5 separate regions of the Mus musculus genome follow, and regions 2, 3, 4 and 5 are each linked to region 1. The links are chromatin contacts, called in public Hi-C, HiChIP or PLAC-seq and promoter capture Hi-C maps. All regions are on one chromosome and are shown on one strand. The core of a region is the stretch at or near the end of the contact, and the rest is flanking DNA. Distances in the headings are between cores, read along the strand shown. Region 1 overlaps Heg1 (heart development protein with EGF-like domains 1). Region 2 overlaps Slc12a8 (solute carrier family 12 (potassium/chloride transporters), member 8). Region 3 overlaps Itgb5 (integrin beta 5). Region 4 overlaps Slc12a8 (solute carrier family 12 (potassium/chloride transporters), member 8). Region 5 overlaps Slc12a8 (solute carrier family 12 (potassium/chloride transporters), member 8).

What was found. A called contact is a pair of places that touch in the nucleus more often than the background predicts. HiChIP or PLAC-seq counts read pairs in DNA pulled down with a chosen protein or histone mark. Capture Hi-C pulls out chosen DNA fragments and counts their contacts.
Region 2: an H3K27ac HiChIP or PLAC-seq map of VIP interneurons shows a contact between it and region 1, with 3 times the contacts expected there. The contact joins two enhancer-like sites. A contact is called at or near these places in 1 of 15 datasets of contacts at CTCF or cohesin (pro-B cells), 4 of 484 Hi-C or Micro-C datasets (the 4T1 cell line, B cells, bone marrow-derived dendritic cells and 1 more), 3 of 115 datasets of contacts at active chromatin or transcription factors (VIP interneurons, embryonic stem cells and large pre-B cells) and 3 of 9 other capture datasets (adipose tissue, embryonic stem cells and liver).
Region 3: a promoter capture Hi-C map of pancreatic islet shows a contact between it and region 1. The contact joins two enhancer-like sites. A contact is called at or near these places in 1 of 484 Hi-C or Micro-C datasets (nephron progenitors), 1 of 115 datasets of contacts at active chromatin or transcription factors (large pre-B cells) and 3 of 9 other capture datasets (adipose tissue, liver and pancreatic islet).
Region 4: a Hi-C map of centroblasts shows a contact between it and region 1, with 2.3 times the contacts expected there. The contact joins two enhancer-like sites. A contact is called at or near these places in 2 of 15 datasets of contacts at CTCF or cohesin (large pre-B cells and pro-B cells), 54 of 484 Hi-C or Micro-C datasets (B cells, the BV-2 cell line, CD4 T cells and 25 more), 23 of 115 datasets of contacts at active chromatin or transcription factors (the NIH/3T3 cell line, VIP interneurons, bone marrow-derived dendritic cells and 14 more) and 4 of 9 other capture datasets (adipose tissue, embryonic stem cells, liver and 1 more).
Region 5: a contact with region 1 is called in a Hi-C map of B cells, with 3 times the contacts expected there. The contact joins two enhancer-like sites. A contact is called at or near these places in 6 of 15 datasets of contacts at CTCF or cohesin (the G1E-ER4 cell line, the NIH/3T3 cell line, embryonic stem cells and 3 more), 117 of 484 Hi-C or Micro-C datasets (8-cell embryo, B cells, the BV-2 cell line and 47 more), 15 of 115 datasets of contacts at active chromatin or transcription factors (acute myeloid leukemia, astrocytes, bone marrow-derived dendritic cells and 7 more) and 4 of 9 other capture datasets (adipose tissue, embryonic stem cells, liver and 1 more).

The regions. Positions count from the first base shown.
Region 1 is chr16:33,731,699-33,737,393 of GRCm38.p6, forward strand. Heg1 (heart development protein with EGF-like domains 1) reads left to right here. Exons shown (of 15, transcript NM_175256.5): 6 at 1-20; 7 at 3,843-3,946. Among named protein-coding and RNA genes, the nearest start is that of Heg1, 50 kb to the left of the region's middle. Within about 2 kb of position 3,108, at least 95 of the 459 cell types and tissues checked have an H3K27ac peak or open chromatin away from gene starts, as enhancers often do. A contact at or near this core is called in B cells, the CH12 cell line, the N1E-115 cell line and 9 more, where this site is marked.
Region 2 is chr16:33,534,335-33,540,029 of GRCm38.p6, forward strand. It overlaps Slc12a8 (solute carrier family 12 (potassium/chloride transporters), member 8), which reads left to right. Exons shown (of 13, transcript NM_134251.3): 2 at 530-676. Among named protein-coding and RNA genes, the nearest start is that of Slc12a8, 19 kb to the left of the region's middle. Within about 2 kb of position 3,352, at least 10 of the 459 cell types and tissues checked have an H3K27ac peak or open chromatin away from gene starts, as enhancers often do. A contact at or near this core is called in VIP interneurons, where this site is marked.
Region 3 is chr16:33,919,184-33,924,878 of GRCm38.p6, forward strand. Itgb5 (integrin beta 5) reads left to right here. Exons shown (of 15, transcript NM_001145884.1): 10 at 602-1,031. Among named protein-coding and RNA genes, the nearest start is that of Umps, 45 kb to the right of the region's middle. Within about 2 kb of position 3,293, at least 162 of the 459 cell types and tissues checked have an H3K27ac peak or open chromatin away from gene starts, as enhancers often do. A contact at or near this core is called in pancreatic islet, where this site is marked.
Region 4 is chr16:33,581,310-33,587,004 of GRCm38.p6, forward strand. All of the region lies in intron 4 of Slc12a8 (solute carrier family 12 (potassium/chloride transporters), member 8), which reads left to right. Among named protein-coding and RNA genes, the nearest start is that of Slc12a8, 66 kb to the left of the region's middle. Within about 2 kb of position 2,757, at least 146 of the 459 cell types and tissues checked have an H3K27ac peak or open chromatin away from gene starts, as enhancers often do. A contact at or near this core is called in B cells, the CH12 cell line, the N1E-115 cell line and 7 more, where this site is marked.
Region 5 is chr16:33,602,890-33,608,584 of GRCm38.p6, forward strand. It overlaps Slc12a8 (solute carrier family 12 (potassium/chloride transporters), member 8), which reads left to right. Exons shown (of 13, transcript NM_134251.3): 6 at 3,277-3,364; 7 at 5,256-5,343. Among named protein-coding and RNA genes, the nearest start is that of Heg1, 79 kb to the right of the region's middle. Within about 2 kb of position 3,137, at least 73 of the 459 cell types and tissues checked have an H3K27ac peak or open chromatin away from gene starts, as enhancers often do. A contact at or near this core is called in B cells and cerebellum, where this site is marked.

The DNA of each region.
Region 1 (5,695 bases), core at 1,858-4,357:
GAAAGGAATATGCAATCTGGGTAAGAGTTAAGTCTGCCTTGCAACTGACTGCTTCCTTCCTAATCAAAGCCAACATTTTTTTTCCAAGCTTAAAAAAACCCAGGGATATAGAAATGAAGCTCATTGCCTGTTACTCCAACGCCTGCAGATGCGGTACTTTTCTTCACCTTTGATGATGTACATTATATTTTTATATATTAAATTCAAGAGATATCTGTAAGTATATCCCTGTGTCACAAAAAAAGGACAAATATCTTAATGCCTGTGTAATGTGCTCATTTGTGCACAACAGTATTTGTTCAACCATTTTACCCTTCAGTTAAAAAAAAATCAAATGGATATTCCAACTACATAGGGGTTTTAAACATTATTTATTTACTTACAATTTCAGAGTGTTTATCTGTTTATTTATATTTATATTTTAGAGTAAAAAAAAAAGAGTAAAATTCTGATTGTCCACACATTCTCCTTGAGTTGTTAGCCACAGACAGGTGCATTGTGACGCAGCCACCTCTAAAATCAGGCCACTATATTGGTCATGTTTGTTCCTCATTTGACAGGTCCACCAAGCTGCTTGGTTTTCCATTCGCTTTTCATCCGACAGGTTAAAAAGTAGATCAGCAAATGCAGCGAAGACAGAGGCTCTGAGATGCTCAGAGGCCAAGCATGGGCCACAGCTGGTGAGAGGCCTGGTTTCCAGCCCACAGTTTTCTGTTGTACCACAGTGTGGTTATTATTAGAAAAGCGTTCTTGCACACAGGGCGTGACCCTTGTTGGGTTGCTGAGTTTAACACCATGCTTGCTTGAGAAGTTAGAATGAGAAATTCAGTTTTGAAGCTGAAACTATCAGATAAGATAATCGGCCTTTGGAACAGCTACAGTTGCCCAGTGTGAGGCCTCCTGCAGAAGTGCTCAGCCAGTGTTTGGGGGAGAACCTCTGTGTTGGCTGCAAGTGTTATCTGCATGAACCTCTGACACCCACAGACAGAAGGAGCTTCTTAAGGCTGACACTCTACTAAAATAAGAATAATGAAATTTGTCTGAAATACAAAAAAAAAGAGCATTATTTTCTAAAAAGGGGAAGTCTACATATGTAGACATGAGTCAAAATTAAGAATCCCTCTTAATTCTAATTAGTCTGGGTAACCTGGTCTGTGTAACCACCTCCTACAGGGAACTAGCTGAACGTGTGCAGTTGAAGAATGAAGGAGATGGAATATTGGTTATTGTTGTTGGTGTTTTGAAACCCATGGTTTCAAATGCCTGGCTTTAGGCTCCCAGCCACCACCTGCACTGACTAGCCAGAGCCTCAGTGTCCCCATCTGTTAAGTCAGATTGCACATTGCTCACTGCTCACTCAAGGTTTGGGGAATGTCGAATAAAATAATCTGCTTGAGCAAGTGCCGCCGAGTGTGAAGAGCTGTCCAGATGGAAGGCAGCGTTCGCCAGACTGGATGCTAGGAAAACAAGCAGTTGTCACAGGTCAATAGTGAAATCGGCAGTTAAATCTGAGATTAAAAAAAAAAAAATCATATCTTATAAGTAAGGTGGGTCAGCAGATAAAGGTGCCCGCTGCAGAGTCTGACCAGCTGAGTTCAATTCCCAGGACCCACGAGGTAGAAAGAGGAAACCAGTTCCCACAAGCTGTTCTCTGAATTTCACATGAGTGCTTTGGACCGTGAACACACACGCAAATGCACGCAGGCAGGCACAAAGTAAATCAGTGTGATTTTTTTTTTTTTTACAATACCCGTTTTAAAGCTGGGCGGGGTAACTGCAGACGTGGAAGTTGTCTTGAATACACTAACTATATTAAAAACAGGGACACATCTGTGTCTTTCCACAATGTCAGAATTTATTGAGTCACAATAAGCTCACAAGCTACTTCAATTTCATTTGCTCTGATTTGCCAAATTATTCTCATCTCCCTTGACAGTTGGCCAGTGGCAAGCATTGGCTTATTCCAAATTTAATTACTAATATTAACTCAGATCACAAGTTACACATCAGGGTAAAGGGGTATGTGTGTGTGTGTCACAGAATAGCTACAAAGGGGTTAAAGAGGCCACAGAAAAGTTCAAGGAGTTTAAAGAGGCCTTAGGAGTGTCAGAGAGCTAATACCGACGAGAAGAGAACCAGTCCCTTTAGCGGTTAGACCAGGAACCACAATGGACAGTTACTGAGGAACGCATCAAGCTGCTGCGGGGTTAAGGCTGGGACTGTCCATGTGAAAGGAGCTTAGAGGCAGGCACAGGACTGTGAGGTGAAGCCCAGACCCATGTAGGCCACTGTGGAGAAATCCGACACAGAACCAGGGCCAGATGGACAAAGAGACAGAGAACGCCACGGCAAGAGTGGACACTGAGCCAAGCTGAAGCCCTATGGTCATGCAGTCCCCATGCATTCTGGGTGGTCAGATGCCAGGTTGCTGGGGCCATTGCCACAAGAGTGTCAGGTGTCCTCCTCTTTATGGGGTGCAGGCGTGGCTGTTGCACCCTTCCTTGGTGTGTTTCATAAGCTCTTGAGGTCTCCCTTTCCACTAAGGGTTTTGGCCCTGTACTCATACAGATCCAATCTAATTGATAGTTTTGCAACAAGAAATGTAGTAGCCTGTGCCCCATGCTGGACAGGAGGTAGTGTTTTTATCCACAGCATGAAATAGAGTCAAATGCTTCTTGTATAATGGAGTCACCCAAGACAAAGCAGAGGCTGAAAGTCCCTGTTTTTACAATCAGCAGGAACTTAAGCCAAGCACAGCCTCCTCTCCACAGAGGTATAAATGCCTTGGGCAAATCCCTTCCAGGAAAAAAGACAGGGTTTAGGAAAGGACGGATGATATTACTCATGCTAAAGACAGAAGGCACGGGCAGGCAGAGAACGTCTGTGTGCCTTACCCTTATCCTGGGCACTTTTCCAAAGGGAAGAGTCTGGATTTGAACCTGGGCCCGTGAGGAGTGAAGCCGAGCAGGTCAGGTGACTGTGTGCAGAGTGCCCGCCCACAAGTAGCACAGATGGGGGGGAAAGCGGTTCAGTTTTGCTAAAGACTAGTCTTTCTCTTTTCAAGTCATTAGGCTTCATTGTTCGTAAACATCAGAGGGGCATGCAAATTAGAGCGTGCTGAAAGGCTTTGCCTTGGCCCAGAGTGTTTTCAAAGAGCTGCCTGCTGCTCCTAGAGAGTCCTAAGCAGCTGGCTTCGCTGAACTGTGGAACAAGCAGAAGGATGTTAAATAAGAACTACGGGCTTTAGTCAGTTAACTCTGAAATGTTAGCTGCTTTCCCTGGCTCCCTTGCCTGCCTTCCTCTGAATTCAGCATGCAGCCCCTGTGTCTCGGGTTATTTTTCTTCTGTATTGAGGGGAAGATATGCGTTTAATATAATAAGATATAATTTAATACGATAAATAATAATCGATAAATATAATTTAATATAATGAGTGATAAGAGCCAGCTCTAAAGACGGACTGTTAATTTTTGGTTGTCTGCTCATTCTGGAACCTCAGGCCTAATCATCAGAAATTGGTGTTACCTAGAATTTTATTTTATGAGTGAAACAGGCCTCACAATGAGGGAGCTTTCCTCCTTTCTGAATCCAGCCCTGTTTCTAACATGGCTTGTTTTCTTTACATGCCTGATAATAATGGGATCTTAGCACCTTGGAGTCTAAACCTACCACAAACATGTGTCACTCCTTGGTCACCTAGATGAGGAAGGAGTGTATTTACCCTCAAGACACACCCAGACTGTCCCTTGGGGGAGTAAAGCTGGCCGTCCCAGGGATTACAGCTGCATAGCCTTGCGTTGGTCTCTGCTGTGTGGCTTAATGGGCAATGTTTTCCTCTGCAGTTAGAACCTTTGTGACCGAGTTTAAGTTAAAGAAGACTTTTCTCAATACTACTGCAGAAAACCATTCCAACACTCAAGAGCTTGAAAACGAGATCGCTCAAACAGTAAGTTTCCCCTACAACGCTCTGCACGCTAAGCCTTAGTTTTCTAGACCAGATCTCATTCAGAAGTGCATACTTCTTAGGGTCGTCTGTATCCGCCGGACTTACTTCAGTGTTCACAGGGAAAGTTCACGCTGAAGTTAAAATAAAAGAAAAAGAAAAGTCTTGGAAATCAAAGAAAGGTGTTAGGCTCTGAAGAGTGCTCTTCATATGCAGGCCCCAGCTGCCAGGCTGCCAGGCTGTTCCGTTTTCTTGGGCAAACACAGAGTCAACAGGCACGATGATGCCTGCACCCATGTCAGCTGTGGATGAAGGGAAAAGCTTAGCGTCCCATCTGCTGTTGATACCTGATGTGACCTCCTGTGTTCTCAGAGCTTGGAGAAAGGCCACTCCTTCCTCAAAGGATGCCAGCAGCCTGATCCTAATTCCGATTAGACTTGGAACTGGGCTTGTGAGCTCACAGTGTAAATTATCTAGAGGCCTTGGATGCTGTTCTTTCCCTCTTTGCTTTTATGGTAGGAAGGAAGAATGGAGAAATGGAAACGAAATGCAGACAATACTTTTTTTTTTTTTTTTTGTTCTCCACTGCTGCCCAAGTCAAAGATTTGGTGTTTGGGAACCGAAACTTGCCATTACACTAAATTAGAGATGAAATGAAATTAGATTTGCCATTACATTGAATTAGAGTTCATTCATTAGCCAGGAATTAAGTGTTCTTATAGGACTGTAGATTTTATTTGTACTTTAATTCCATTTCCATGTCTCATTTGTGACGAGGACTATGCCAGATGCTCAGTCCTGTGAGAGGGATGGTAACACATTTGCGGATGGGAAGCTGGGAGGCTCTGGAAGCTGACGGGCTTGTCTGAGTCCACACGAAGCAGAAGCAGTGTTGACAGCGGTCTACTTGGTCACCTATGTTACACTAGCTGCAAGTCTGGAGGTTTCTAGGAGCACTCTACATTTCAGTAATACACTAGGAGGACCCACAGAACTGATTGCAGGCCATGATCGTCACAGATCAGTTCCGTTGCACTGACAGGTTTTAAGTTCAAATTAGCCAAAGGAAGAGGTGCACGAGCCAGAGTGTCTGGGGGTCCCAAATGCAGAGCTTCTAGTTGCTGTGTCAGTATGGTATTGCTGACATTGTTGTACCTCTCGGCAGCAGTGTGGACTAACTATATGGAGTTCTGCCAGCCATAATGCTTACCTGAGCCTTGAGGTCTGAAGCATTTATTTGAACGTCGCCTTATAGACAAGGTTGACTGCCCAGGTGGCTGACTTCAGGCCCTACGCCCTCTAGAGGCTAAGATGATGTCATATTACCCAGAGTTCCCTCTATTGTGTGTGATCACATGGCTAGTGACAGGGGCTATGCCAGATATTCTGGCATGACCCAGGACTCTCGGCTCAACCAAGTTTTTCTTGTCAGTCAGGACACTCTGAATAAGAGCTCAGAAACTGCCTTGTAGGGGCAGAGGCATGGCGTCTCTAGCCAAAGGAGATTCATTGTTCCTCCTGCTTATTCTGTAGGGAGATACTTTCTGCCTCCTGGTTATTCTGAAGGGAGATATTTTCTTGTAACATACTGTAGGGCGTTAGAGCCCTGTGCAATAGTGTAGTCCTTCTAAGCAATTTGCCTAGCTTGGTTGGTTTGTTTCTTTTTTTGGACAAGTATCTCCATAGGATACACTGGGCCATGACACACCTGACCCCAACTAGCAGTGAAGAATTAAATGACCATCAGAGAAA
Region 2 (5,695 bases), core at 2,102-4,601, 200 kb before region 1:
CCAGTGATACTGTCTGAGCTGCTGGGGCCCCAGTCTACCAAGGCAAAACCTGCTATTGCTTCTAACTACCTCTCTCCTGGTCACATATAGATGCAGCAACCCCTGCTACTAAGAGAAAATAGGGATCCCTTTATAGAGTCATTCCTCACCTCTAGGTGTGTGTGTGCGTAGTGGGGAGAGCACACACTGGAGACAGAGTCTCTCTGAGCTGAAACTGTCCTGGCTCTGCTACCTAGTCAATGAGTTCCCGGCATCTCCCTGTCTCAGCCCCACGAGGCTGGGGTTTCAGCATGGCAACCACACACAGCTTTCCCTGAGCGCTGGGGATTTGACCTCAAGTCCTCATGACTGCGTAGCAAATACTCTGACCAGCTGAACCATCTTCCCAGTCCCAAGGTGGAAGGTTTTATCCTTGTTTTTCTGTTTGTTCGTTTGCTGTTTTGATTTCTAAGTTCAGTCTCTTCTCTTTTCCTGCTCCTCTTCCCTCCTCCTGTTGGCTGCACATCTGACTTCATGATGTTCTTTGCAGGGCATCCTGGCCCAGCCCCAGCCCTGGTGGAAGATCCAGCTGTTCATGTGGGAGCCGGTGCTGTTTGGGACCTGGGATGGTGTGTTCACATCCTGCATGATCAACATTTTTGGCGTTGTCCTTTTCTTGAGGACCGGCTGGCTGGTGGTGAGTGAGCTGGTGACCCTGGAGCTTCTGGTGGGCCTGTGACAGGGTGAAGCTTCTTGGATACTACAGTTTAGGGAACAGATTCCCCAAGCACAGACTCTGACACAAAGCAGGAAGTACAGGGCAGAGCTGGCACTGCTTTTAGAATGGGAAATCGGGGAGCCTGGGCTTCAGAGGTTCCCAGTGTGAGCCTTGGGATGGATCTGACTATATGGGGGTCAGTGGTCATCATGGGTGGGACTAGAGTTAGGTCAAGGATCAGACAGATGGGGACTTTTACTCTAGTTTGTGACCCTTCTGGACTTCCTAGTATGTCACCGCACTCTGTGGCCCTCTGAAGTACCAGCTCCCCGTATACATAGTTGCTCTCTCACACACTGTTCTTGGCCTTGTTTGTAGGGCTGCATGGTTGGAGATACAAACTCCTGCCTCCCGGGATTCATTGCCCAGGGCAGACTCTCTTGTACTAGATCCTGATGGATAGTTCGTTCATTCATCTTTAGCACAGGGAACAAAGGGTCCCTCCTTTCCTCCTTGGGCAAAAATATCCTAGAGCAGGGCTTCCAAACCTCTCCTCTGTGCCTTCTCACACAGTGAACTTCAATAGACCGAACAAGCTGAGCAGAATGGGAAGACCACCCAGTTAAGAATTAAACACTAGCGCACGCCTACTGTGTGCAGACGCTAATGCTGCCAAAGGGATTGTAAAACACCAGCCTTTGTCCCTCTGCTGGTGCCAGTCTCACACTGAGAGATCTCAGGAGCCTTATGGTCCCCAGGAGTGGAGCCCTGCAGTGGATGTTGCAAGGTGTTTGGGAAAGCTGCGTGCATGAGGTGTTTGCAAGAGGCTTGAAGGCTGGGTTGGGTTGGCTAGGTGAAGGAAGAGAGCCATTCAGGGGGAATATTGTCCTTGAATAGCCAATGCTGTGGGAAGCACACACATCGGATGCATCATGCATCGCCAGGTAAGACTTGAGTGAAATGGAGACACTAGCAGGCATTTCTGTTGCAGTCTGGATGCAGAATGTCCCCCTTGGGAAGCCTCAGGCTTTGATCTTGTTGTTGTTTTATTCTGGTTATCAATGTCAGTCCTGGCTCTCGGGGCTTTGCTGCATGCAGGGCTGGTTAAGGAAGAGTAGAAGGGAAGAAGATATAGCTCTATGTTAATTCTTGTCTCGAAAAAACAACAACAACAACAACAAAATTTTATTTGATTTTTAAGAAATGGCGGGCTATCTAGCCAGTGGTGGCAGCACACACCTTTGATCCCAGCACTTGGGAGGTAGAGGCAGGTGGATCTCTGATTTCAAGGCCAGCCTGGTCTACAGAGTGAGTTCCAGGACAGCCTGGACTTCACAGAAAAACTCTGTCTTGAAAAACCAAAGCAAGTAAGCAAGCAAGCAAGCAAGCAAGCAAGCAAGCACCACCACCAACAAAACCAAGAAAGGGTTATCTAAAATTAGTTCCCTCCCCAGAATGAAGGTATGAGTTGTATTCGCTGTTTATTGTTGTGTGACAGACTGCCCCAACTCTAACAGCTTACAGAAGTTGCATGTGTGCTCTGTGGCCCTGAGGCCTGTGTGCTCAAGGTCCCTTGAAGCTGCAGCTGTCGGTCAGGCCTCCAGGCACATGGGAGGATCCGCTGATCACCCAAGTAGCACTTGGCAGGCCTTGGCCACACCTCGTGGTTCCCCGGGGGATTGTCTCCTTCTGAGGCTGCAGACTTTCACTAAGACCACGGATAGAATAAGAGAGAGCACCTCTCCTCGGCAGCCATCAGTTCTTCAATGTCCTAGTCTCTGAAATGATGTCTAGACCACGGATAGAATAAGAGAGAGCACCTCTCCTTGGCAGCCATCAGTTCTTCAATGTCCTAGTCTCTGAAATGATGTCTCAGCACTTCTGTGGTACATTCAAAGAGGCTCAGTAGATGATAAAACACAGTCGAAACAGAAGCTCTGTGCATGTCTAATCAAAAACTGCTATGTAAATCCCAACTAATGTGATAACTTGGACTGACATAAAATGTTTTTACCTACTTTAAAAAACAAAGTGAGTCACTTCACAGAGCCAGAGACCACGCAGGTGTCAAGGGCCATCTTGAGCTTGTCTGTCCTTTTGCCCTAAAATAACCTCTGCCTTTTACCTTTGCCATTGGAATCACCTGAATATTTGATCATGGAGAGAAAAGGACAAACATGAAATGCCAGAAATGAGACAAAACACCCAGGGAGTTGTATGAAATTGAAATCAATCTAAACATCTCTTGAGTAGAAAATATTAACTCTAAAACAGCTTGGAGTCATAGTTTATAAGCTGTTAAAGGAACAGTTCCCCTCTGAAGACCCAAGGCTGCTCTTGGAACCAGATATTTATATTCACATGCAGACAGCTTTCAAGTACAAACTAAAGAAGAATGTATTCTGTAGGATTTCATTGAAAGTGTAATATTAGCAAAGTCCGTAGTTAGAATGCTCAGATGTCATGCTCAAGGGGGTGAGTCCTGGAGACGCCAGCATCCTGGGGACTAGGGCTTTGTCACGGGTGAGTAGAGGGAGCCACATGGGCACTCTGGTTATTCTCGCAGCCCTCTTGTTCTCACCACTACCATCTAGCACGTCACCACACCCAGGACTTCAGCAGCGTCCTTTGCCATCTGGCAGTAGCTGGGCTTTGCACGTATGTATCCCTGCGTGGCCACGTGGCTGTTGGCATTCTCTCTCCAAAGGGAACTCACAGCTGTCCTTATGAACCCGGCGAGGCTTTGAGCGGATTCGGAGGGCGCGGTCTTTATGAGCTGTGTAATAATAAGTAATAATAATAGTGTAACATTTATCGCAAAATAGCACATAACAAGTAAGCACTACGTGACAGGTGGCGTTCAAAGTGCAGTGAATGTGTTTAATTCTCTAAAATTTAGTATTTCCTGACAGCTGTGAGGCACATATCATCTCTGTTTTATAGATGAGGAGACAGCCCAGAGCTGTGAAGGAGTGGAAGGCATGGCTGAGGAGAGGCTTCCTGTCTGCTCACACTGATCACACAGTTGGCATGCAGAGCCCTTTGCAGACAGATGTCCCCTAAGGGACCCTACCCTCGCTCCAGTCCCCATACTAGGTCGGATGTGCAGAGGCCCCTCTTTTTTGGCACAGATTTGTGAGGCTGGCAGTGGCTACCGCTGCACCGTCTCATTTGTTTGGTATGCCTTGCTTTGCCTTGCTGCAGCCCTGCTCCCCCTATGGATTTTGTTTTGTTTTCTTTCTTTGTTGGTTTTGCATTTTGGACTTGAACCCGGGCTTTGTACTAGACAAGTGATGTATGGGTGAGCTACATCCTCAGGCCTACGTTTCATTCCTGTTCTGTTTTATCCCCCCAAGGAGCTCACCAGGGTTAACAAAGATACCTGTAGTACTCTGAAATAAAAACCTGGGGAGACGGAGTCCTTGGAGGGCCTATGGGTACTGCCTGAGCACTTCTAGCTGGCCAGGTCTCACTTACAGGTCACTCCAATATCAGTTGAACAGTGTGTCTCTCTGGGTCTCTGGGCTGACTCTCCCAGTGGCCTCAGAGGGGACAGGGGAGAGAGGGTCTTTCTTTTAAGCCTACTATGTAGCAGTGTTATAACGGAAAGGGGAGTTTGCAGGGAAGAGAAAAGCCAGAATTGGTCCATTTGAGATCTACAGCTAATAAAAGTATAATAATGCAAACATCCTCATGGGTGTCTATAAGAACTCACAGAGATTAGTAAGAACAACATAGTAAAACGCTGGGACTGGGAGCCGGGAGAACACCATCTTCTTGCGATCTTGCTCCCATCCCAGACCAGCAAAGCAGCTCGAGCACCCATCACTTGCAGGGCACCCTCCAGTTCCGTTTAAGCTGCCTCTGCCCTCTCATCGCTCTCTCTGCAACACTTAGCACATCTCTGGGGATCCTCCCTTTAGGAATCTCCATTGCCCTCACTCTTACAAAGCTTGCAGGGAGCGAGTGTTGTGGGTGGCTTATACTGTGTCCTTTCTCCGTTGCCCTCACTCTTACAAAGCTTGCAGGGAGCGAGTGTTGTGGGTGGCTTATACTGTGTCCTTTCTCCGTTGCCCTCACTCTTACAAAGCTTGCAGGGAGCGAGTGTTGTGGGTGGCTTATACTGTGTCCTTTCCCCCTTCGTTTTAGTCAGGGTTTCTATTCCTGCACAAACATCATGACCAAGAAGCAAGTTGCAGAGGAAAGGGTTTATTTAGCTCACACTTCCACATGGCTGTTCATCTCCAAAGGAAGTCAGGACTGGAACTCAAGCAGGTCAGGAAGCAGGAGCTGATGCAGAGACCATGGAGGGATGTTACTTACTGGCTTGCTCAGCTTGCTCTCTTATAGAACCAGGACTTCCAGCCCAAGGATGGCACCACCCATAATGGGCTGGGCCCTCCCACCCTTGATCACTAATTGAGAAAATGCCTTCCAGCTGGATCTTATGGAGGCATTTCCTCAAGGGAGGCTCCTTTCTTTGTGATAACTCCAGCTGTGTCAAGATGACACACAACCAGCCGTACACCCTCCTTTCTCTTTTCACACTGAGATGTGTGTACACGTTGGCATACACTTCCAGGAAGGTGTACTTATTTGGCCAGAAAGTATTTAGTGAGGACTAAGTCCAATGGGGTGTAAGCCCAGTGAGCATGAAGGGGAGTCGAAAACGAGTCCCCTCTTAGAGCTCACACGCAGGGATCAGGGCTGACCTGGGAAGAGACTCTGTAAATAGATACTTAGCTGGAGATTGGGGCTGACCTTGGCAAATAGACACTTAGGAAGTATGGAGATAGATAAGCACTAGGCTTCGAGTACTGTAGAGCTCAGAGGAAGGGTGCCAGTGCCAGCCACCAGAGAAACAAATCCTGAAGACAGAGTCGTTTTCAAGGCCACTTTGGAGTTAGCCTGGCAATCCATAGAATAAGTAGAAAAGGCTTTCTAGGCTATCTACACCTAGACTGGTGTAGGTAAGAGGACGAGAGAGAGAGAGAGAGA
Region 3 (5,695 bases), core at 2,043-4,542, 190 kb after region 1:
GTCTCAAAGATGATGAGAGTGGATGGTAAAGACCCATCCCCAGGGGCTGGAGAGAGGGCTCAGCAGTTAAGAGCACTGGCTGTTCTTCCAGAGGACCCAGATTCAATTCCCAGCACCTGAATGGCAGCTCACAACTATCTATAACCCCAGTTCCAGGGGATCTGATGCCCTCAGTCAGTCAGTCAGACAGACAGACAGACTAAACATGAATGCACATGAAATAAAAAGAAATATTTTTTTTTTTTAAAGAGACCCATGCCTGGCCTGGAGAGATGGGTCAGCGGTTAAGAACACTGACTGCTCTTCTAGAGGTCCTGAGTTCAATTCCCAGCAACCACATGGTGGCTCACAACCATCTGTAAATAAGTTCCAATGCCCTCTTCTGGTGTGTCTGAAGACAGAACAGTGTTCTCATATGAACATTAGCATAACCAATTGCTCTTTTCCATAAAGTACCTGGGGTTGTTGACTGTTCCTACCGGGATTCCACCTGTATGCTGGACTAGATAATATTCATAAGGGGTATATCTAGCCATGTCCCCTGATGGGTGGGAGCCCTGGCTTGCTGTGGCTATGATGTCTCTTCTCTTTCCACCCCCAGGCATCCTTTGAAGTGTCCGTGGAGGCTCGGAGCTGCCCCGGCAGACAAGCAGCACAGTCTTTCACCTTGAGGCCCGTGGGCTTCCGGGACAGTCTGCAGGTGGAAGTCGCCTACAATTGCACATGCGGCTGTAGCACGGGGCTGGAGCCCAACAGTGCCAGATGCAGTGGGAATGGAACATACACCTGTGGGCTGTGCGAGTGTGACCCCGGCTACCTGGGCACTAGGTGCGAGTGCCAGGAGGGGGAGAACCAGAGCGGGTACCAGAACCTGTGCCGGGAGGCAGAGGGCAAGCCTCTGTGCAGCGGGCGTGGAGAGTGTAGCTGCAACCAGTGCTCCTGCTTCGAGAGTGAGTTCGGGAGGATCTACGGACCTTTCTGCGAGTGTGACAGCTTTTCCTGTGCCAGAAACAAGGGCGTCCTATGCTCAGGTAGGCCTCCAGCCACCGCCTTTGTGCCAAGCCACACCCAGGCCTGGATATTATGTGGACCCAGACCCTGGCTTTCTCAGGATGCTGGTGGAAAGGGTCATGCCTGGGACTGTTCTGGGTGGTTGAAGACCAGGGACAAGCCAAGCCCTGCCTGCCTGAGGCATAAGGGTGGGTGGCCTTATGTGGACTATAAACATCAAGTCTGAGGGAGTCTGTTGTAGGTCCGTTCTGGCGGGACTTGTTTGCACAGTGTGCCTGATAGGTCAGGGCTAGCCATGAAGATGAAGTATGGGGTGGGGTAGGAGACATGTGAAAGAAGTCCAGGGCACTTGATGAGGTAGCATTGTGGGAGGTTACCCATGGTTACCAATGGGCAGATAGGTGGTAGGCTTGCAGAGGTGGGGAGGAGAGAGGCTTCCTATACACAGAGATTTCCTGTGAAGCTTAAGCACATGAGAGGGGTGGAATTGAGGATTCTTCTCAAAACTGTCATGCAAAGTGCAGGACATAAGCGTGTCATGGGTTAAGGTGGGCAGAAAGATCAGAATCCTCTGGGACCCATCAGGGTGGTAGTTCTCTGGCGTTAGTGAGATGCTTCTGTGTAGGTTCACAGAAATTGTGGGATGGGTTGCTGCAGGTGTGGAGTTGTGAGAAATGAGACCCAATGTACCCAGCACACACCTGCCACAAAAGGAGGACCCTGGCTGTATATAGGTCAGAGCCACGCCCCCTGAGAGCTGGCAGTGTCCGGTTGAGCCTCTGGGTCCTGGGGGCTGTGTTTAAAGAATCCTAGCATGGTGGGATGGAGTTTCTACTCCCCTTAGTCACAGCAGACGCCCTGGTTGTATTAGTAGTAATATTTTACAGTGTTTTTCTCTTGAAATCAAGAGTCAGATATAACCCTTGGGAATGTTTTTGCTCCAGCAGGCTGCTTAGCCCGTGTTGTTCGGGAGCGGATTTGCCTGTGCAAATTCATCTGCCCAGTTTATAGCCAGATACTTGGCTGCTCTTGGATGTTGGTTTTCCCATCTCTATGACTGGGCCAGCATTGCTTGCTTCTGCATTACTTTGAGAATGGAGGGAGACATAAACCAGGAGCTTTAGTGAGCACAGAGCCTAACGGGCACAGGGCATTTGATGCAGGGTGTGCAAGTCGACTTCTGGCGATTCTGAGGCTGAGTCAACACACTTTTTTTATTTAACCACCAGAACCCACAGTTCTGAGTTCATCTTACATTGCAGAGTTCTGCCAAAGCGTGTATCTGCAAGCCCCCCCCCCCCCAGTGGTCTTTTCCATTTACCCATCTAACCCTGTGGCCTTGAGACTCTCATGGGCCATGGATTCAGACCCCAGAGGGGTCCTGAGATCTGAAGCTCCTATGTGGACAAACAGGGCACCAACTTCCTAAGATGGGGTTGTTGCCGTAACACACACACACGTTACACTCAGACCTTAAAGAAAACTTGGGAAACAGGAAGCTGATGCAAGTGTGGTCAGGCTGTGCTGTCTCGGTCTGTGATGGTCAGGATTGATGAAGACCATCTGGCAAACCAGTCCAAGGGGCCCTTTTCTTACTTCCCATGTACTCTCCTCTGTCCCGCTCTCCGTGTTGTCAAGAGAACTGCTTTTCCAGAGAACAGAAGGATTCTTCTCAAATCTAGAATGTTCTGAATGGTAGAAAGCAGTGTTTAAAGTCATCTACGTTTTCCTCACCCTAAGGGGTTAGTTTCTTTCCTTCCAAGCTAGCATCCGTGTCTTCGTATGACTTTGTGTCCTATAAGTCACCCTCCCTCTCCAGAGCGGAGCTTGAATTACTTTAGTCAACTGTTGAGTAGAACATTTTGACCCTTCGTCGTACATCCCACCAGATCTTCCCCTTTAAAAGCCACACTAGCCGAAGCGTGAAAGCACTCCAGGTCTTCCTGGAGAAAGGGGTTTCTGCACTGAGGTCATTGTGGAATTGGTTCAATTAAGATGAGCTTAAAGCAAACACAGCTCCAGACAAGGCTTAATGACACACACTCGTGCAGGGGAGGGCACCTCGTGCTTCCTCGTCTCGGACCATCTGGCTCCTTCCGGGCACAGCTGAGCAGTGGTGGGCAGGTCCTCCCTCCAGTTCTGGGGTCCCTGTGACCGGCCTGAGCTCTGCTCTGGGGCTGCGCACACTGGTTTAGTTTAGGTAACTGGGATAGCTGCTTCGTTTGAGGTTTTCGTGGGAGAGAAGCTGATTTCCTAACACTCAGCTCCTGATGGTGCTGACTCAGGCTCTCAAACCGTCAACCTCAGCAGTCTCTGGCACTTCTCCTTGCCCCTCGCCCCTGCAGCCCATTCTGGAAGTGGGTCATGTGGTTGAGGTCTGTCTTGAGGTAATGGTGGTGGTTGGGGGTGGGGGGAGGGCAGTGTACTGGAAGAAGTTGCTGAGACAGGCTTGGGGCCAGAACCAGTGGGAACAGCAGATAAGCTCCTTCCATTTATCTAGTGCTTCCTCTGGTGGGCCTGCAGTCCTTGACCCCCGTTGAGAGAGACAGGAGTATGTAGAAAAAAAGACAAGAGAATTCAGGATTGGGAGAGGTTTTCCATCATCAAAATGAGCAGCAAGGCAACCGAGACCAGGTCTGGAAGCAATTGAGCATTTTTGTTACTGTTCTTGTGACACATCACCATGGAACAGCCTCTGCGCCCAGGGCTCTCACTGTGGCTCTCCTCTGGTCTCTAGGAGAAGTAATTTACAGAATAGTCCTGTCCCCAAACAATTTCCGTGTGTAACGGGAGTTTTATGAGGCCCTTGGGAACACTTCTATTCTGATTCCTGGGAAGTGTTGACCCTTCAAAGTTTCTTTAAATGTGAGAAGAGGTGGGGTCTGTTCAGCGTTTTTAATGCAGTAAAAGAGACTCGTTCAGACTTTGTGCTGCTTGGCGATCTGTGTCCCATGAGTCATCTCCTGGGCTCTTAGAGGAAGCTGTTGAGAGCTTACATTTAAAAATCTCATGGCGAGCCTGCCTGTTGGGTCTCTTAGAATGAGAAATTTAAAAATCTAACCAACTGTAAACCTTTGAGCAGAGCCTTTTTGATCTTGTAACCGTGAGGCCCCCAATGTACATTGCAATAGGGTTTTATAATACGTATCCTACTTCGTTATGTGGTAAATACTGAGAGAACCAAACAACACCGAATTCCTTCTAAGAGATGAAAATGGGGGTCTGAAACTTGAGGCATCTTTCCCAGCATCCAAGAACAGATCTCGGGGTTGCCGTTGGTTCTTGGTAGATTTAAAACAGTTGCGACAGGCCTCTGTAGCTAAGAAGACTCCTGTGATTAAAGGGCTCAGTTCTTGGTTCCTTCTTGCCAAATGAAATACCACCCATCACGACGTCGGCCATGTATGCCTAAAAAGTATTTTTCGATTTACAGAGATTAAGTAGGGCTTCCAGAAATAGCCTCTCCGGACAGATAGTCAGCATTCCAAAAAGGTGGGCAGGAGGGTGCGTGGGTGAGCCATGGGCAAAAGGGCAGTTAGTGGGAACTATTTTTCCTCTGAAAGTAGCAGGGTCAAGTTTTGCAGCCTGGCAGGTAAACTCGGGAATCTGGGTGAGAAATAAGACTCAGAGGTAAGCTGAGCTTAAAAGGCCAAGGAAAGAGTTACTGTTTAGTTCAATCGGTAATAGACCTACATACACGGCATGCCTGCCACCAGCCATATCTCTTCCTCCTGTTCTGACCTCAGGCTAGAGCCCAGGGCTTATCAGGTCCCCTCCTCTCCTCCAAGTTCTTAACCAACCACTACTCAGAAGCCAGGCGTTGGTCTTAGCCACCCAGTGATTGTGAGGGTTACGCAGTGGTACTGATGATCCTTCCGGGAAGGGCATCCTGAGAGGCTGACGTGCATCAATGCCAACCAGTGGTCCCAGTCATTTCTGCAGGACAGTCGATGCACACACTTGCATGAGGCCCTCGGGTGGCTCTGCTGCCTACAAAATGAAGTCACTGTGACTTCAGCCCTAACTCTTCATTCTCGTCTGCCATTTGTGGAAGATGGTGGTGAACTGGTTATCGGTTCCAGATAGGAAGTATTCAGTGATTTCCCTCTCCCTCCTTCAACCCGCCCAGATGTATGTGGCTCTTCCTCACTCCTTTGCTCTTCTTGCAATCAGCTATTAACATACTCCTAGCTTTACTGTGAATTCAAGGAAGGGGGCACTCTCAGCCATCATAAATGTCCAGAAGCAGCATAATATAAATAATTTAATAGGGTGATGAAAAATGTCAGAACGGGGCATGAGGTCATACACCTTTCACCCTGGTACTCTGGCAGAGGCAGGTGGATCTCTGGGAGTTAAAGACCAGCTCGGTCTGCATGGCAAATTCCAGACCAGTGAGGCCTGCAGAGTAAGACCCTGTCTGTTTAAAAAAAATCTATCTATCTACCTATCTATCTATCTATCTATCTATCTATCTATCTATCTATCTATCTACCTATCTATATGTGTGTGTGCCTGTGAATAATATATGTGCACTTGATTCCTTGGAAAGGAGTTACGGATGGCTGTGAGATGAAGTGTGGGTGCTGGGAATCAAACCTGGGTCCTCTGCAAGAGCAGTGAGCACTCTTAACCACTGAGCCATTTCTCCGGCCACTAGAGAGTGGTCCTGTCTTTGAAAATA
Region 4 (5,695 bases), core at 1,507-4,006, 150 kb before region 1:
TTAAAGATTTATTTATTTATTTTATGTATACGAATGCAGTGTAGCTGTACAGATGGTTGTGAGCCTTCATGTGGTTGTTGGGAAATTGTATTTTTAGGACCTCTGCTGGCTCCAATCAACCCTGCTCACTCTGGCCCAAAGGGTTATTTATTATTATACATAAATATACTGTAGCTGTCTTCAGACACCCCAGAAGAGGGAGTCAGATCTCATTACGCATGGTGGTGAGCCAACATGTGGTTGCTGGGAATTGAACTCAGAACCTCTGGAAGAGCAGTCAGTACTGAGCCATCTCTCCAGCCCCCAAGTACTTTTAAAAACAGAGGCCATTGGTCATAGAAGGCACAATTTGGCTGTTAGAAGCCATCTTGCAATAGGAAACGTTCAGCTTCCCTTCCACAAGGAAGAATGCTCAGCTCAGAGGAACCAGGCTGCTCTTTCAGAGTGTAGAGGTGGCAAGGGTTCAGTTGCTGGACACTTAGTCACTCCCCCATCAGAGCAGAGCATCTACCCCTCCTCCTCTGGCCCTTCATCCCCTTGGATGCGAGAATGTGTGTATGTGTGTGTGTGTATGTGTGTGTGTGTGTGGGGGGGGGTTGGTGGGGGTGTTACTGCTTCCTGGCAGCCTGTCCCGCTCAGGGTGGAGGCCTTCCCCAGGGACAGAGGAGGCTCCAGGCTGCTTTCCTTGGGTAATCTGGGTGGACCCTGCAGGCCCAGCCCCATTTCACGTTTCCCTTCTGGCCCCTGCTGAATGTCCAGCCCTCTCTTCATGTTTTCTCTCTGGGTGGAGTCTCAGACTTGGAGACCTCATTCACTCCTCCACAACCCCTCCTCGAACGACCAAAGTTACCAGGGATGAGGCTAGAGTGCAGGTTGAGGGCTGCTCCCAGCTCACTGCCCAGAGTTCCCTGGGGCCTCTTTCAAACCTGTCCTATCTCCTCTTTCTTCTCTGCAGGCCCATTAGCTGTACACACTGGATATGGTCTATCCTTTTTAGGATTTTCTTTGAGGCCACCTCTTACTCTGAAGCCAGCCTCGAACTCTTCAAGCACCTGCCTCAGTTTGAGGTCCCCGGCAAGCCCCACCACATCCAGCTCAAAACACTCTTACTGGACACCTCTAATTGTCCTGGGCAGGGGGAATCCATCATATATGGCCTTGGCAGTATCTGGGGTTTCTCTTCGTTTGACTCTTGCGTCTTCTAAATATTCTGCTTCTGTCCTGCACACTAGTGTCCTTCGTGGTTAAAGTGGCTCGGTCTCTGTAAGTTTACGTGTGCATCCTGTGGGGTCTGAAAAAATGATGTTTCTCTGGAGTCATCACCACCTCTGGCTCTTACAATCTGCCCACATCCTCTTCTTCATAGAACTCCTAACCTTGGACGGAGGCGTTTGATAAAGATATCCCATTTAGGACACAGTGTTCCAGAGCCTCTCACTCTCTGGATGGTGTCCAGTTGTGGATCTTCTTGTCGTTGGCTCTCATCTACTGTAGGAAGAGGCTTCTCTGATTGGATGGAGCGATGCTCTGATCTGTGGATATAGCAAGGTGTCATTTTATTGCTATGTTGTTGTTATTGTTTTAGCAGAATAATAGTGTTATGTTTTCGCTAGGGACCATGACCGAGGAAGCCTCAGGTTCTTGAGCATGGTAGCAGTGTCACACACGGGAATGTACCAAACGCCACTCCTAACCAGGAGCTGTTTGTAATTGATTACTTTCTGGGAAAGAAACAACAACAACAACAACAAAACAACAACAACCCAGTTTTCTCCAATGGTGTGTCACTAGGAATATCAGCCACATTCTAGGTAGGCCTCATGCCCAGGAATTATTGGACAACATAAAAGTCTCTGTGGTCTTGGTTTGCGTGTGTGTACTTTTTGTTTTATTGTGGTATTTTTTGTCTTACTGATTTTTTTCTTTATTTTTATCTGTTTTGATTTTGTGGTTTTGTTTGTTTTCCTTATTTTGTTTTTGTGTTTTATTGAGAAAGAGAGAGAGAGAGAGCGAGAGGGAGAGAGAGAGAGAGAGAGAGAGAGAACACAAAGTTGGTTGTGGGGAAGAATTAAGATAGAGAAAAGAATATGATTAAAATATATTGTATGAGAATTAAAAAAAATACAAATTTTAAAAATGGCCCAGTCAAGCAGACCATACCCCTGCCCTTCTTCCCTCTTTTCATCTCTCATTATCTGCACTCAGGAAAACCACAAATCACTGTTGACCCAAAACCGTGGAAGATAAAACCATTCAAGGCCCTAGACAGGTTGTAGCTGCGTTGGTGATGCTGGTTGTCATCTGCTGGTTCCCAGTGGCAGGGCAGGAGCTTCGGGGCAGTCTTATGCCTGGACTAGATCTCACACCCAATGCCCAGGCAAGAGGAACCCAGCTGGGATCTCTCCCCAGGCCATGCCTCCCTGTGATCAGGATCCCAGAGTGGGGCAGATGATAATGCTAAAGCCCAGGCTGACAGGGTCCCTGCTGCTAAGCGCCTCTTGCCCCTTGTTGCCGCTGTGAGATGGGCACTCTTTGAACACTCCTTTTCCTCACCCCTCTGTCAGGCTATTTTAGATGTGCCCGAGTCTCTGTCCCCAGAGGATGACAGGTAGTGTGACACTGGGCTCTCATGGATGTCAGTCCAACTCCACATCTGAGGGGGTTGGGGCGGGGGCTTAGGACCGGCCATACGCTGCTGGAGGCTCGAGTAGTACTTCCGGCAGTGACTGTACTGTATTTCCTTCTTCTTTGAGGATCTCAGCGTGCTGAGCCCTGGTGGCCTTCCCTTCCCCTGCCAGTGTCCCTCGCGCCCCTCCCTTCGGGGCTGTTTTGGTGCCTGTGTTTTCCCAGAACCTCGGCCTCTCCTTTCCTTTTCCTTGCATAGTGACTCTTCCTGTGATCTCTCAGGCCCCACCCTCCCTCAGTCTGGGGGGCGCCGCTGCCTCCCTTCCTCTCTCCAAGCCCTTCCTCCACTCTTTCTATTCCTGGTTGGACCAGACTCTCTCATTGTCCCTTCCCAGGAAAGGCTTGTCTGGCTGGTCCCTGGTCCCTGGTCACCGGTAACTGATTGCAGGGTGGGGGACCTGAGCTCAGAAGAAAGCGGGTGATGCGGGAAGCTCCGCCCGCAGCCCGCAGCCCACAACCCACAGCAGCAACACCAGCAACGTTTTTAGAAGCCTCATTTTCTAAGTTAGTCCACAGTCACAACGGGACTCCCTCACCAAGGGCTCAGCTGCCCGTACTCAGTTCACCAGGGTTTGTGTGTGTAGCGGGCTGGGTGAGTACTTACACTACAGATGCCACAGGGTGTTTCCCAGCAGCCACCGCGTGGCTAGGTCTGTGAGCCTGGGCAACTGGTACCCAAACCCAGATCAACGATTCTTACATCACCGCTAAAGGCATTTACCACGGGAAGAGGAGACCTTCCGTCTGCACCCCCCTGAGGAGGTAACACTAAGCCCCCAAGAACTACAGCCTACTGACAACTTCAGGGGAGTGACCGGAATCTGGGGAGAAGTTAGGTCTTTCTACACACAGGCCTGCAAGGGCATCCCTCTGCCTCTTCCTGCCTGGGCCTGTGAGGATTTGTTTCTCCCACCCCTCCCCCATTCTGCTTTTGGTCTTTAAAAGTACACAGCACAGAGGGGCCCTGGAGTATTTTTACTCGGTGGATTCAGAAGCAGATGTTCAGGTCAAGCCCAGGCGCATTCACAGGCAGCAGCTGCAGGCTCTCAGCATCCCAGGCACTTAGGCTTGGAGATGGCAGCTGACAGGACCCAGTTTTTGCAGCAAGCAGTTACCATTTGGGTGTCAGGAAGCAAGCTTTGTTTGGGGGTGTAGCTCAAGGCTAGGGCACTTGCCTCGAACCCTAGACCTGCAAAAACAGAAGCCCCAAACATAGTGCATGGGGAGTCTTGAATGCAGACAGACCTGGAATCCCAGCAGGGTTGGCTATCCTCTCAGCTGGGCCTCTATCAACCCTACTCGGTGCCTCTGACCTGTGGTGCTCCACAGGACATGCCTGCCTTTCCCAGATGAAGTCTGCCCGAGGGAGACACCGGTTTCTGAAGCTGAAGAGGACTGCTCTGTGTGGGAGGCAGAGTGACAAGCCTCAGTCTGAGCTGTCCCAGGATATTTATTACAAATCCTGAGAGGGAATCAGAATGAGCAAGCGTCAACAGGCTTAGGAGGTGTGTGTGTATGTGTGTGTGTGTGTGTGTGTGTTTGTGTGTGTAATAAGGCCAGTCTCAGATACTCCTTTTCATCTGAGAGAAAAATGGCCTATATGGGACCAAGCAACCAGGCCCAATGCCCTGTCCCCATGAGCTTGGTCAGAAAAACTATAGATTATCTCCCTAGGCCCCAAATTCTAGACTCAAGGCCACAGCCTCAGATTTCACTTCAGAACCTTACTGAACCCCTCTGGCTGTGTTGTGGGTGATACCCCTCCCTAATTAAATGCTATTTATTCTCTTACTCATGACTTTCTCGTAAACGATTCTAATCATTCTGGGAAGCAGGACAAGTATACACGGGGAGAAAGAAAAGAAGATGGCACATTTGGGATGCCCCTCTAGACACTTGGCCTTCGCGTGGGATCATTTCCTGAAAGATACGACTTTTTCATAATAAGTAGATTGCCTTCAATTTTTTTTCTTAACTGCAGGAATTTTATAGGAAAAATTTGAAGGAGAAGACTTGCTGAGTCTAATGGCAGATGTCAGGAACCTGTGCACTGGGGAGGTGGAGCCAGGTGGGTCAGGAACTCCAGGCCAACCCAAGCTACGTAATCAAATCTATCTTGGGAGGGAAAGGGCAGATGAAGAAAGAGAGGGAAGCAAAGAGGGGGAAAGAGCTAGATCCCAAGGAGGGAGGACAGACAGACGGAGGGAGAGATAGATCTGCCTCAAGGAGGGAGGAGGGAGAGACAGAGAGGATAAGAATTGCCATAATTATTTATATAGACAACCACAGTTAATATTTTGTTTTTTTTGAGACAGGGTTTCTCTGTGTAGCCCTGGCTATCCTGGAACTCACTCTGTAGTACAGGCTGGCCTCAAACTCAAAGGCATGTACTACCAGGCCTGGCATAGATATTTCTTCCATGTATAAGTTTATTTTTAATATTTAAAACATTGGAAGTTTTTATTTATTTATTTATTTTTAATTAGCATGCTAGGTATTAGATAAGATTATGGCTTGTCAGTTTTCTGCGCTACTAAGTACTGTGGTGGTTTGCTATGATACGGGTCCTCATGCATGCTGGGTAAGAGTGACACTCTGAGCTGTACCTCAGCCCCATTCTCCTCCTGTCAATCAAAATTCTCGCCTCCTGCGTGGCTGGGGGTTACACGTCTGTGCCTCCAGGTCCGACTTCAAACATCTTCACTGACATCTAAAATATCTCAGTTCTCCATAGTTAGAGACTTAGATCTTTCCCCACATTCATATGATTGCAAGAAAGCATTAATTATCTTCGTCAACAGGTTCTTTTCAAGGTTAAGATTATCTCTCCAAGAAAGGCTAAGAATTAGACTTATTCCAGGGCAGAGGGTCAGGGCAGCAGGATTGTGTGTGCCAGGGAATGTGCTCGTGGGCGTGTCAGTGTGAGTGTGTCAGTATGAATGTGCCCACGCGTGCTCCTGTGCCCATAGAAGTGTATTTGTGAATGGTCTGGTGTGAATGCGTGCTTATG
Region 5 (5,695 bases), core at 1,887-4,386, 130 kb before region 1:
TGCAGTGGTACAAGCCCGTAATCACTGCACTTGGAAGGTACATTCAGGAGATCAGTAGTTTGACGTCACCCTTTGTTACATAGAGTTCAAGGTGAGCTCTGTCAGAAAGAAACAAACAAATAAAAAAAAAAAGTGATCACTGCAAAATGCTGGGGGATTATAAACAACAAAAACTGAAGAAAAAAAAATCTGTTCTTCAGTCCTGCAGAAATAATATAACATTTGTCGCCTTCCCTAGCTCCTCTTGAGTATGTAGTCATGTGTGTTAGTGTGTGTGTGGGGGGTCATGTATGTGAAGGCCAGATGTGTCTTCTCCTCTGTCGTTCACCATCTTGTTTTCTTTCTGAGACCAGGTTTCCTTGAACCTGGAGCTTGTCAACTCAGCTAGACTGGCTAGGCACGGACCCCAGGGCTGGGATTATAGGTGTATGCTACCGTTCCCTGTTTGTCTGGGTGCTGGGGGCTCAAACTCAGGTCCTACTCTATGTGTGGCAAGTACTTGATGGACTGAGGTCCTTCCCCACCCTCTTTCTGTGTCTCTATCCCTCTTCTTCTCCTTTCCCCTTCCCACCTCAGCTAGCAAGGGCAATATGCCATATGTTCTGTTTCTGCTGAGTCTCTTTAAACAATGGCTTCAGCTACCTTTTTGTGTCACAGCACAGCCCACACTGTCTCTGAGGCTTGGTACTAACTGACAGGCACACCACCATCCTCTCTTACTGACAGACACCACCATCCTCTTACTGACAGGCATATATACCATCATCTACTAGTTTCAGACATGAAATGGTTTGTAATTTTTGCTATTCCAAACAAGTACTTATAAACATCGTTGGTTATGTCTTTATTCATACCTGTTCTAGTTTGCTTTTCTGTTGCTGTGATAAAACCTTTTGACCAAAAGAAAATCAGAGTAGGATAGGGCTGGTTCATTTGGTGTCTTTGCTGTGATGGACACCATGGCCAAAAAGCAAGCTGAGGAGGAAAGGGTCTAGTTGGCTTACACTTGCACATCACTGTTCATCATCAAAGGAAGTCAGGACAGGAACTCAAACAGGACAGGAAGCTGAGGCAGGAGCTGATGCAGAGGCCATGAAGGAGTACTGCTTACTGGCTTGCTCCCTATGGCTTGCTCATTAGGGTGCCCCCGCCCACAATGGGCTGGACCCTACCTCATCAATCACTAATTAGGAAAATGCACCATGACCTTGCCTACAACTTGATCTTATGGAGGCATTTTCTTACTTGAGGTTCCTTCCTCTTGGATCACTAGAGCTCATGTCAAGCTGACATAAAACTATCCAGTCCATTTGACTTATATTTCCCAGTAACAGTCCATCACTGAAGGAACTCAAGACAGGAACCTGGAGGGAGAAACTAAATCAGAGACCATGGAGGAATGCTGCTTACTGGCTTGCTTGTTAGCTTTGTCATAAGCTAGGCCCACTGGGTATAGGGATGGTGCCGCCCACAGTGGGCTGGGCCCTTTCACATCAGTCACCAATCAAGATCATTCCTCACAGACGTGTCCTCAGGCCAATCTGATTGAGACAATTCTTCAGTCGAGGTGGCTCTTACCAGGTGACTTCAGGTTGTGCCAGGATGGCAGTATAGACTGTCCAGCACAGTACCCTTGGCAGAATCACTAGGACGAAAATGTATGCAGATCCAAGTCTTGGCCCGGCATTCAGGGTTCTTTTGAAGTAGAACCCTGTGACTTTCTGGCTTCAAACTTCCCCTCGACTCGGCATCCCCTGGGTAAAGCCTGGCTCTGCAGTTTACTGGATGTGAGCCTTTAGGCTGCTTCAACCAACTTCTTTAGGAACTTTTCTATAGAATGAGAAAGTCATTCCACTTTTCGGATGTGGTTGTTTTAAGGGTTAAACAAAAATAAAATTCGCATGAAGCTCTTACCCAGCCCTGTAGGCTGAATGTAAGTCAATAGTAGTGGTATCAAACCCATGACATCCCTGAGTCCACTAAAATCTCCTTCAGGGACACTTCTGTCTTAGTTACTGCTGTGAACAGACACCATGACCAAGGCAACTCTTATAAAGAAAAACATTTCATTGGGGCTGCTTTACAGTTCAGAGGTTCAGTCCATTATCATCATGGCAGAAAGCATGGCAGGATGCAGGTAGACATGGTGCTGGAGGAGATGAGAGTTCTTCATCTTGATCCACAGGCAGCAGAAAGAGAACTATGAGCCACTGAGCCTGGGCTTGAACTTCTGAGACCTCAAAGCCCACCCTCACAGTGGCACACTTCCTTCAACAAGGCCATGCCTACTTTTAAGAAGGCCATACCTTTTAATAGTGGCACTCTCTATGGGCCTATGGAGGCCTGTGAGGGTCATTTTTATTCAAACCACTATGATGCTCCACATGAAACCATGTGTCCCTGCTGTGTCAGAGTTTCATGGCCACGTTCTCCATCACACCGAGTTGATTGAGCATACTTATGGGCTAGACTCTTACTCTACTTCAGAACACTTTGTTCTATTGAGTGTGTCTAGAGAGAAAGCATCTCCCTTCTCCTCAGCCATGCTATTGGTCCCTCACCAGGATGGATGAATTAATTTTCATTATCTTTTGGGAGGGTAGGGGATGGGTAGTTTCTTGAGGCAGGCTTCCTTTCACTCTGACTCTTTGGCTGTCCTGGAACTTGCCGTGTAGACTAGGCTGGCTTCAGACTCACAGAGATCCAAGTGCCTTTACCTTTCCAATGCTTCCACTGGGGTTCTTGGGACTTGAGGTAATACGGAAAAGATTTGCCAGAGTGTTCACCTCAGATTTTTGTCATTTGTAGCTCTGAACATGGCACCTGGTCCTGGCTGCTGGATGATACCTAACCCCAGAAGTGCTTGAACCCTCTGTGAATTAGTTGCTGAAGAACTCTGCAGGCCCTTTGATTCCCGCTGAGCCACTTGGGCACTGTCCCAGCTAAGCAAGCAGGCAGAGCTCAGAATGCCCCATCAGGACCTTTGTGTGGCTCTGATCACACCTCCCTCATCCTTAACACTTTCATGGAGTGATAAGATGCTTTTGTAGCAGGGAGGGGTTTCCTCCTCAGCGCACAATCCACAAAGGTCCCTTTCACATCCCTGTAGATGCCTCCCCAGTTGCCTAGGGAGATAGACAGGCGGCCAGCCTGCAGTCCTTCAAATGACAGCTTCTAGGAAAGAGCCTGGAGGAGAAGAAGGGACCACCCTGGGGAGAGCTCTTTGATTGACAGAGTACCCTGCCTCACTTCATCTCTTGTCTGGGTGTCTTTCAGGAGTCATGGCTGGCTTCAACATGGGAGGAGACCTGAGAGACCCTGCTGACAGTGTCCCCTTAGGCTCCCTAGCAGCTGTTGGCGTCTCGTAAGTTCCCCTCTTAGATTGGTCTGAGCTGGAGAATGGGAGAGAAAACCCAGGCAGAAGAGGGGGCTGCCCCTTTTGTTCTGAGAATGCCCTGGCTGTGACCAACCTATTTCGTATTCCAATCCTCCTTTTTACACTCGGTGGGCTGGAAAATTCACGTCTGGTGGGTTCTGATGCTGCCCTTTCACAGTCCTGCCTGAGAATGCTGTGGGAGGAGGGGGATCATGAATGCAAAATAATCCTTCCTTGCCCCACCCCCAACCACCCTGCCTCTTCTCCACCTTCTTTTGAACTTGGGGATTTTTTTTTTTTTTAATTCAGAGTTCCCAGGGTCATGGTGGGAACATGGGGATGAAGCATTGGGTAATCTCATAGACTAGCATCGGCATTCCATTTGTCAGCCTTCTGAGCTTCTATGAAAGGAGAGAGGGAGGGAGGGAGGGGAGAGAGAGGGAGAGAGAGAGAGAGAGAGAGAGAGAGAGAGAGAGAGAGAGAGAGAGAGAGGATGGGGATGTCTACATGTCATATGTGTACCGAATGAATGGAGGGAGATGCTACATGATGCAAGTAGCAGAAGCTCAGAGATGGGGCTCCCCCTCCCTCAGTTGCTGGTTTCTGGGGTTTTAGTTCCTATCACGCTGCTGTCACCTGACTAACAAGACCTTGAGTCTGGGTTTTTTGTTTTTTGTTTTTTTTCCTTCTAGAGTCTTCTGTTATTTCCCCTGTGTAGTAGGCAGGAGGGCACCTCTCTGCCTTCACTGAATAGGTGCGGAAATGCAGTGAGGTCATAGGCAGAAAGAACCCTGCCACGAGGAGCTGGCAGTGCCTGTGCTATTTTAATGACAGCACTTGAAAATGTTAAAATATCTGCCTGTGAATGCTTACTGACACAAGTCCCTTGCTGCCAGCCAGGCACAGGGCACCAGGCCGTGTGTATAAAAGAGGCAAGGACATTGTGAAGAGCATAAAACGATCAGGAAGAGCTGAGCATGAGAGAGGGGGAGAGAGGAGGTTCCACATGAGCACCTGTCCTGCTTTACACAGAGCTGGAAGTCAGAGGAGCCTTGTGTGTCATGGCCCAGCCGGGAATGGGCAGATCTCAGGGTCATGTGACTTAGTCAGCCACCCAGAACAGCTTGATGGCAGAGCCACTCTACAGCTTCACCTGTTAATTCTCCCCTCTGTGTCTTCATTTGCTTTCTGTTGCTGGACCTTGGGGAGGAAACAGTTAATCTCAGTATACATTCATCATGGCGGAAAGTCAGACTGGAGGCAGGAGCGGAAAGCAGAGATGATAGATGAAGGAATGCTGCTTACTGGCTTGCTCAGCTTGCTTTCTTACAGACCATCTGCCTAGGGATGGTACCACCCACAGTGGGCTGTACCCTCCGCTATCAATCCTTAATCAAGAAAATGCCGGCTATACTCACCTACGGGTCACAGGCCAATCTTACAGAGACATTTTCTCAGTTGAGGTTCCTTCTTTTCAGGTGATCCTAGCTTGTGCCAAGTTAACAAAAGCACTTAAGTACACTGTTGCCTGTGGTCTAGAGACCGGAGAGGTCCAACACATGACTGGGTAATTCTTCTACTGGAGGAAGATAGATGGACTGCAGGACAGCAGGTCAACCCTGGCCAAGTCCGGGAAGCTGGGCTTCCCATTTCCCCACTTCAATACCCTTTCTTAATATAAGATTAAAACCACTGCTACCTTGGTTTCTTTTGGCCAAGAAATACACTATAGAGTAGAAAGAGTACAAAATGCACCTTCCCAGGCTTCTCCATGGCTCCATGGCTGGCCTTCTTTCATGACTCAGGTTCCCATAGAAAACTGAGGCTTGGTGGGATTGGGGCTGGACAATATGGCAGCTCTTTCTCTTGGATTTTGCAGGTGGTTTCTCTACATCATCTTTGCCTTCCTGCTTGGTGCCGTCTGTACCCGAGAGGCCCTCCGCTCTGACTTCCTGATAGCTGAAAAGGTGGGTGCATCCTGTGCTGCCCAAAGGGCTTACTTGTTCCATGAACACCCAACACCCAACAGCCTCCTCTTGCAGCTCTGTCTGAGAATCTGTATTGCCTTCAGCCCAGGACCAAGTTGGAGGTTTTGGGTGCTGGCATATGGAGAATGTGCAACATCTCTCTGTGGATCCTCATAATGGCGTTCAGATTCCAGCATCCAAAGAGGGACATGAATTCAGGAGACTAGATAACAGGGTCATCTTTCCATGTCAAAAATCAAGACAAATGACAGGGTAGGTAGTCAGATGTTAAAATGCTTGCTGTACAAGCATGAAGACCCCAGTGGTCCCCCACAAGATTCATGTAAGATGC